2 separate regions of the Mus musculus genome follow, and region 1 is linked to region 2. A link is a contact called in public HiChIP or PLAC-seq data. All regions are on one chromosome and are shown on one strand. The core of a region is the stretch at or near the end of the contact, and the rest is flanking DNA. Distances in the headings are between cores, read along the strand shown. Region 1 has its middle 3.2 kb from the start of Gm33169. Region 2 holds the start of Zfp704 (zinc finger protein 704).

What was found. HiChIP or PLAC-seq counts read pairs in DNA pulled down with a chosen protein or histone mark.
Region 1: a contact with region 2 is called in an HNF4G HiChIP or PLAC-seq map of pancreatic cancer cells. The contact joins the enhancer-like site here to the promoter of Zfp704 in region 2. A contact is called at or near these places in 1 of 39 promoter capture datasets (the HPC-7 cell line), 12 of 484 Hi-C or Micro-C datasets (bone marrow-derived dendritic cells, double positive thymocytes, embryonic stem cells and 1 more), 11 of 115 datasets of contacts at active chromatin or transcription factors (the HPC-7 cell line, embryonic fibroblasts, embryonic stem cells and 3 more) and 5 of 9 other capture datasets (adipose tissue, embryonic stem cells, liver and 2 more).

Annotation. Positions count from the first base shown.
Region 1 is chr3:9,664,372-9,668,214 of GRCm38.p6, forward strand. No RefSeq gene overlaps it. Among named protein-coding and RNA genes, the nearest start is that of Gm33169, 3.2 kb to the left of the region's middle. Within about 2 kb of position 1,685, at least 52 of the 459 cell types and tissues checked have an H3K27ac peak or open chromatin away from gene starts, as enhancers often do. A contact at or near this core is called in the HPC-7 cell line, double positive thymocytes, liver and 3 more, where this site is marked.
Region 2 is chr3:9,607,735-9,611,847 of GRCm38.p6, forward strand. Zfp704 (zinc finger protein 704) reads right to left here and starts at 2,351. Exons shown (of 9, transcript NM_133218.2): 1 at 1,536-2,351. The coding sequence starts at 1,985.

The DNA of each region.
Region 1 (3,843 bases), core at 435-2,934, 56 kb after region 2:
CTGCAGAATTACAGTTACACAGCCAATCATCGGGGGAAGCAGGAGGACCCATTTGTCTCTGCTCATGTCTCTGGACAACAAGGAACCTAGGCGAATATTTTATACATCAAAGCAGACCTGGCCTCCAGGTTCTCCCAGCATCCCTCAGTCCCTACACCTGGCCCGCAACCCTGAACTTTCCAGGCCAGGGCCTGGCAGAGGCTATTCCCTATATTATCCAGACATTTTGGTCTCTCTCCTCTCTCTTCTTTTCCTTATCTCCTCCCTCCCGTCTCTCTCCATCCCTCTGTCCTTTGTCTCCTTCTCTTCCCCTGCAACACCGCCCCCCCCCAAGGCCGCTCCCCTGACCTCAATTCTTGGGGCCACTGAGGCCATTGAATTTATCCAAGAACAGCTTCTCAAGAAACCTGCATTTAATATATTTGAACTGGCTTGAATTGGCTCATTTCTCAGGTGGAAGTAACCTATTAGATGATGCGAACCCCGGAGGACTTGAGTTCCCAGCCTGATGGCTTGCTCTTTCCTGGCCACATGGGGGCCACCTCTGTCCTTTTATGGTTTACCACTCTATCTATTGTTTCTTCTGCCTCCGTTTACCCATCCCCAATAGCCTATTAGGGCCTAGGACCCTCCGGGCTCTCTCGGCTGAGCGAAGGCAGAGTTAGACCTACCTGAACAAAGGCCTTTGTTTTAGGGGAGCCTCTGATGCAGAGATATCTTATCTGAGGTACACACACACACACACCTACTACCAAGACCATGGGCCTAAGAGTTACCAAGAGAAAGCTGTCCCCCTAAGCTCCGTAACTTTATCTTCTGCCCCTAACATCTAGATGTTCTCTCAGAACCTGCACTCAGGAAAGGTCCAAAAGGTCCAAGGTACAGTTCGGCATGGTGCTCAGGCCTACCCAACACATGCGTCTGCTGGGCCTTCACTTTACAGCTGCAAATGATCCCTCAGAGCCTGGACAGCAATGGAACAGCCAACTCTCCCAGTTTTCTTAGGTTCCTCCAAAACAAAACTTCGTCCCAGTGTCAGCAGAAAGCAGTCAGGGGCAACTAAGGCATTGTTTATTCATCACCATCTGACAGGTTATTTCTCTGCCAGTAAAGTGAGCCAATTCAAGCCAGGTTAGATTATATTAAAGATAGGCTTATTAGGAATCTGCTCTTGGGTAAGTTCACTGAACCCAAAGAGTGAGGCCAGGGGAGTCACTGTCAGAGGTGGGGAAGGGTGGGTGGGGGGAGAGAAAGGACAGGCATGCAGAGCAAAGAAGAGAATGAGAGGAGAGAGACCAAAAAGTCTGCATTATATAGGGAGGAGCCTCTGTGGGAAGGGCAGCCCAGGCCCTGGGCTGGAAAGTTCAGGGTTGGGGGTAAGATATACCAGATAGGGACTGAAGGATGCTGGGAGAATCTGGAGGTCAGGTCTACTTGAATGTGTAAAATATGTACCAGGTCTGAAAGAAAACAATTGTGACCCAGGCTTGTCTAAAAGCAGGGGACAGAAGGCAGGTCATGAGTTGGAAATGACCAATCAGCCCTCTTTCACATAGATAGGACTCAATAATGGAGGTTGGAGTGGTCCCTGAAATTTTGTTAGCAAAGCAAACAGGAAGCAAGCTCACCCCCCCCCACCTTCTGTCTGAGGAGGGTTGGCATCTGCTGACTTCTTGTCAATATTTACTTTCCTGGTCACATGAGCAGACGGAGGATGAGTCATGGTTAACTGACTGCTAAATTAAGAAAATGTAACCAGTGTGATTTCTTTAAAGCACGTTCCCCAAAGCCAGAACCTTCCCGCCACAGCTGCAGCCCCGCCATGCCCTCAACAGCAAAGGTACTCCTCAACACTGCTAAACTGGCGAGCTGTGGGTAAGCAAGTTAAGGATTGGCCTTCTCTTAAGCGCTGTAGCGTCTGAGGATATTCATCTTTGCCTACTAGTGCTGAGCTTCTCCACGGTGACTCCACTCACACTGACTCTTCCCTGTTCCCCAAACTGAATGAAATGGGGTACATCACATTGGGCGCTGCCATTTCTATCAAGCCACAAGGTACTCCTCGACCACTAGCAGTCTCAGAACTGTGGTCCCGTCAGGAACCTACTGAGATACTTGGTGACTTCCTCATGTTACAGACAAGAGACACAGGGGACCAGCAAGGCCAAAGCAGGTTCATAGCCTCGCTTCCAGCCCAGATCTCTGCTAGGAAACCTTTCTCCTGAAGAACAGTGCCACACAGGAAGCCCAGGCTGCAAAGCATGGCATGATGACAGTTCCATCAACAGCTAAGCAAGGATCACCACACAACCCAGCAAGCTCTCATCCCTCAAGGACCAGGCAATGGTTCACCATGCGGCCAGAGAGGGCTCAGTAGGTACAGGAAGACCTCAGTTCAACCTCATTAAGACCCAGGTTTTAAAAAAGCCAATCCACCAACAAACACCTTTAATCCTAGCACTCTGCCAGGGAGGCAGAGGCAGGAGGATGTCTGAATAAGAGACCAGCCTGGTCTACAGAGTGAGTTCCAGGACAGCCAGGGCTACACAGAGAAACCCTGTCTTGGAAAAACACACAAACAAAAACAAGATAGATGACCTGCAAGGAAGGCAGCTGAAGTTGCTTTCTGACTTCCACAGGTGCAGGCCTGCACACAACAGAGGAGGGGACGGGGTGGGGGCTGGGGTGTGGGGTTAACCTGAGACAGCATCTTCCACAAGTGTGACCTTTTCGGTGCGCTTCAGTTCACACAAGCAGGCAAACCTCAGGTTCACTCTTAGCAGCCAGGCCATTTCCCAGGGGAAGGGCCACATCAGCTGAAGAAGGGCCAGGCCTTTCCCTGCAGTTCAGCTTCATCAGGTCTGTACTACCCATACCCAGTCCACTCCCTTTTCAGATTTGCTGACTGTACTCAGACTTCAGTTTCTCATCTTTCCCAGATGAAGTGATGAGGTCAGACACTTGGGTCTCTTCACACAGACACTAGGTCACCTGCTTCTTGCTTTATTTTTATGGAATGTCACACTCTTTGGATACCATTGGTGATTTTTTTTCTCCAGATGAATGGCATTGTGGGTCCTTCCATCCTGGAATTTTGGCACAGGCTAGTGCATGGGCAGGAGTAGGCCTTAGTAACATGGGGCAGTATAAGGGGAAACCCTCTTGTGTCTAGTCACTATTAGGGCCCAAGGATCACCAAAGGAAGACCCCAGACTCAAATAGTATGCAAAGACAAAGATGTTTTATTCTGCAGAAATTAGCAACATGCAGGGGTCAGATAGTCATCAAAAATGGTGACGACCAGAAAGGCTTATAAACCTCCCTTTAATGCAAGGCTAGGGAAACTTACAGAAGGATTAAGTAGCCTCTACTATGATCCGTAGGGCAAACCAGTGACATCAGTACAGTTTGGATTGGTTACTAAGGTTTATTATATTTACTGAGACCTTGAAGAGTTTCAAAGACCAGCTAAGTTTTGGCCTTGCTATCTCCTCCAGCCAGGTGTCCCCGGAGCTGACTCCACTCCAGACTCATCCTCCCTAAGTCAGGGTTGTCACTGACCAACTGCCCATTGCCAGTGGCTTCCTCTGAGCAGACCAGTTTGCTTCCTGGGGAATTAGAAAGTTTCATTCCCAAGGTTTTTGGGAATTATCGTCTTCACCCGGTCCATGCTTAGTATCCAGCATCATGTCAGAGGTGCGTTTTGATACAGTCACTAAGTAGGTCTGACGCACCCCCCAGGGGCAGATGCCAGCCTTGGGAACAGACAGAAAGCACCTTACCCAAGCCTTCACATCACTGAGGCCAACACTCCCTTTGACAGATAACCAGTGTTTCCCTGGT
Region 2 (4,113 bases), core at 1,101-3,600:
TTCTGTCTCAACTTGTATAATCACCCCAGACACATTTTGAGTGTGTATGAACAACACTGCTCAGGGGGCACTCTGTCTTATTCAGTGTCACTGATGCTATGGAACTTAATTCAAATCCCGCTATATCCTGTTGCCACACAAAGCGGGCTTTTCAGCAGGCAGCAGTAATGAGTGTGGGCACAGTCCAGATTCCAACAAGCAGCTGTCAAAAACAATCACCTAAATGACCATTTGCTCAAGTCTCACACCGAGAGAGAGCCAGTCATACTTCAGGGTGGTCTAGGAAAGAAACATTCCCACATCTACTGCGGGGCAACGCTAACTGCTGTTTAACTTTTCTTGGTAAATATAATTACAAGCTTCCAGACACTTGAGAGCGGGCACGGAGATATTAAACAAAAACAACAACATCAACCACCTCTATCAAGTTCACTTGTTTACATATATTTTCTTCTGAACACTCCAAGAATTTCTGGTTATCCTGCTATCTTAAGAAACACTGCGCCTTTAATCCCAGCACTCAGGAGGCAGAGGCAGGCGGATTGCTGAGTTCGAGGCCAGCCTGGGCTACAAAGTGAGTTCCAGGACAGCCAGGGCTACACAGAGAAACCCTGTCTCGAAAAAACAGAAAACAGAAAAAAAAAAAAAAAAAAAAAACACTGGCGAAAAAGCAAACACTCTCCATTGCTTGCCACTCGCTGCCCTCAAAACTTCTTAGCAACATACACGGTGCATGAACCTCAACGCAGTTTGTTTTGTCCAATAGCGTGCTTAGAAGCTCAGCCAGACAGTTGTGTAATAATAAACCCTTTATCTTCTGAAGATACAAAAAAACGGAAAGATCGCTCGTTGCGGTAGCGCGGATGAGGACCTGGTGAAATTTTTCAGCTGAAAGTCACATTCATTTTAAATGCTACCCCTCTCTCTCCCCACAACACAAACACCTTCCCCGCCTTCCTCTTTTGTAATCTTAAGGGGGCGGAGGGTAAGTGCTTAGGATGTCCAGTTTAAGGAGGGCGAGGAGAAACACGGGGATGGGGGAGGGGCAAAAAGCTCGCGGAAACCAAGGTCTAGGTTGTTGCTGCACAGGCTCCCAACTCCTTCACAAGTGCCTGTGATGGAACCGACCAACAACTGTTCTCAGGTGAAAGGAGGTGTTGCAGGTTGCTGGCTAGTTTCCAGAAGCTTGAACAAGAGAAGGAAGACTCCTGCCTCCCCAGAGCAGAATAAAATATCAATGCCAGGCCGATCGGGGCTCCGACCTCGTCCAGCTCCCAAGTTCCCCACCCTGCCCAGAGAAGCGCTCCTTCCTTGCCTACCGGCACGCGGGACCACGCATCCGCCCGGCCTCTGAGCACCGACAGGCCGCCGGGCGCCGCTGAGCCGCTGAGCCGCTGAGCCGCAGTTCCGCGCGCTGCCCACCGCCGCCTGACACACCCCTCCCGGCCCGCGCCGCTGCGCTCGGCCTCCCCGGCGCCCCGGCGCCCCGCCGAGCCCGCTGCGCCCCCCACCGATCCCCGGCACCTCGCACGCACCTTCACCGCGCCTCGGGCGGGGCCCTTGGGAAGCGCACGGCCGGGTCCGAGGGGCACGAAGCGCTCCTCAGCGTCCTCGTCGTCCTCGTCGCCGTCCACCACCTCGACAACCACCTCTTCGTCCTCTTCCTCGTCGTCGTCCTCCTCCTCCGCGACCCCTCGGGGCTTCTCCGTTACCCGCCCGCGCGTCCTGCGCCTTCGGCCCGCGCCCTCCTCGTCCTCGTCCTCCTCGCCCAGCAGCAGCAGGACCGGCGACGAGGCGGCGGCAGCGCGCGAGGGGCCGGTCCCGCGCGGCGGCGGCAGCGGCGGCCTCCAGCTTCCCGGTGCGGCGGCCGGGCTGGGGCCGGGGGGCGGGAGCCCCAGAGCGGCGGCCTCGGGGGCGGGAGCGGGCGCAGCGCCCCCGCGGCGGCTGCCCAGGCTGGGGCGCTTGGCCAGGCGCCTGGCCTGCATGCCTGCGCCGGGCTTGCGGGCCGGAGCGCCGGGCTCCTCGCGGGCTGCGGCTGGGCCCGGAGACGCGCGGCTGCGGGGCTTGCGGGGCCGCCTCCCGGGCTGGCCGCCGCTGCTGGCTGGCAGACGCGCGGACGCCGCCTTCGCTGGCCGGGCCCGCGGGGACGCCGGCGGCTACGGCGGGGCGGCGCGCCGGCCGCGGGCGGGGGTGGGTGTGAGCGAGCGCGCTGCTCCCGCTGCCGCTACCTCCGCCTGCGCCTCCCGGGAGCCGCGGGCTGCGCTGCGCTCCATGCGGCCGGCGGCCGGGCCGGCGCGCGCCTCTCCGGGCCCTGCGCCCGCGCGCTCAGGGCCTACCGCGGTGTCCTGGGCGCGAGCTGTTTGTGTCGTGTCTTCACCGCCTCCCCCTCTTCCCCAGTCCTCGCTGCCTTCCTGGTCTCCGTTCAGACAAAACCCGGACTGGATTTTTTTCCCCAGACCCGCGCTCTCTGAAAATCTGCCGGCTTCCCAGCAGTTGGCTGGGACACTGAGGCCACCCTTGCCCCTGGGCCCATGTCTCCCTCTGGTGGGAAAAGCGTAGGTTTAGACGGCAGGAAGGTGTTTGCTTAAGAGATTTGCTCAAGAGTGGTTCTCAGATGGCGACCACTGGTGCTCAAGTGGAGTTCGACCAGGTGTGCCAACCCCAGGTTTGGGGTCAGTTCCCAGCCTGAGTCCTCAGTCATGGAGATTCCTGCAACATTTCCCTGGCCCTCTCTACCAGGTTCCTTTGAGCACCAGGTTGTAGGCCTTGCCTCATGTTCTCAGCTCTGTGCAGGTTTGGCCCTCCTATGTGTTTCTTCCAGTTTCCACCTGAGGTCCTTACCTGGTGATATGATATGGGCCGAATTCCAAAAGTGTTCTTTCTGCTCTTGGTTTGGTCTACTGGCACTGTCCCAGTCTAGAGAAAGCAACACACCAAGTGGTCAAGATTGTTATTTCAGCTTTTTATATATGTAAGCTAGCAGAAGGCCAGTTTGCCATGTTATGAATGACTGCTGCTTTCGGAGGGAGTAAACCAGACATTCTGCATCCAGATCATGCCCCTAAATTCTATAGGTTTTGGCTAGGGCTAGGAGGGCCTTATTCATCAACAATTGAGTAAAAGGGTGTCCACATGGCCCATTGTTCTTGGAGATTGAACATCACGTGGCTTGCTAGACATGTGATGGGGCTCATTAAATGTTTATTTGGGGTACCTTCCAACCGCTAAAGAGGGATGAGGACAAGGATTCTAAAATGAACTTTGTCCTCCCAGAAACTGATCACCCGTCCAGAAAATGCCTGTTTTAAGTAATCACATCCAAAAATAGTGGTGTGTTTTAAAGCCACCTTGTTCTCACTTCCTGTGAGGCACTGGCCCACAGGTCCTGTCCGTCCTTTCTGAAATGCCTTTCCGTCAGCCCTTCCTTTCGAGTCCCAAAGCTCTGCTAACACCTCCCCACAGTGAAATTGGAAGTGCGTACAGTCTGAAGAGGAGGTGTGCACACATGCAGGTGTGCACACATGCACTCCCTGCCCCACTTCAGATACCACCCCAGAATTTATCTCCCTCAAAGTGCATTCAAAACACACCGTTTCTAGTGAACTTTTCATCTGTAAATATCCTGTTCAGGAAATTAGAATGAGCAAACCTTGTTAACTGGAGCATTGTAATTTATGGGTGTGTCTTGGATGTAGCTAGACCCTCCCAGAAGCAAGTGAATTGTTTCCGTGAGCCTAGAAAGAGTAGCCCCAGGCAAGGAGCGAAGCTGCTCTCCTCCAGATTGAAGATAGTGGCTTGGTTGATCTCATGAGATGATTTGGAGAGAGGCAGCTAAGTATATGGGTCTCTGGCAGAGGTGGGCAGGTGGCTCAAGGACCTGTACGAGGGGTGCAGAAGAGATCTTATCGACTGTTTCAACTAACAGCACAGCTGTCATGGTCATCAGAACAGCTGTGATCCTTGCATGCCATCGGGCTGATTGGCTGTCCTTAGGAGGAGTGGGCACAAAGCCTCTCCATGAGACTCAGCCTGTCCCCCAGCCACTTGTATGGAATTTTGCCCGAGTGGCACTTGTCTCTGTCCCAGCAGAGATGCTGGATTACAGAGTGTGGA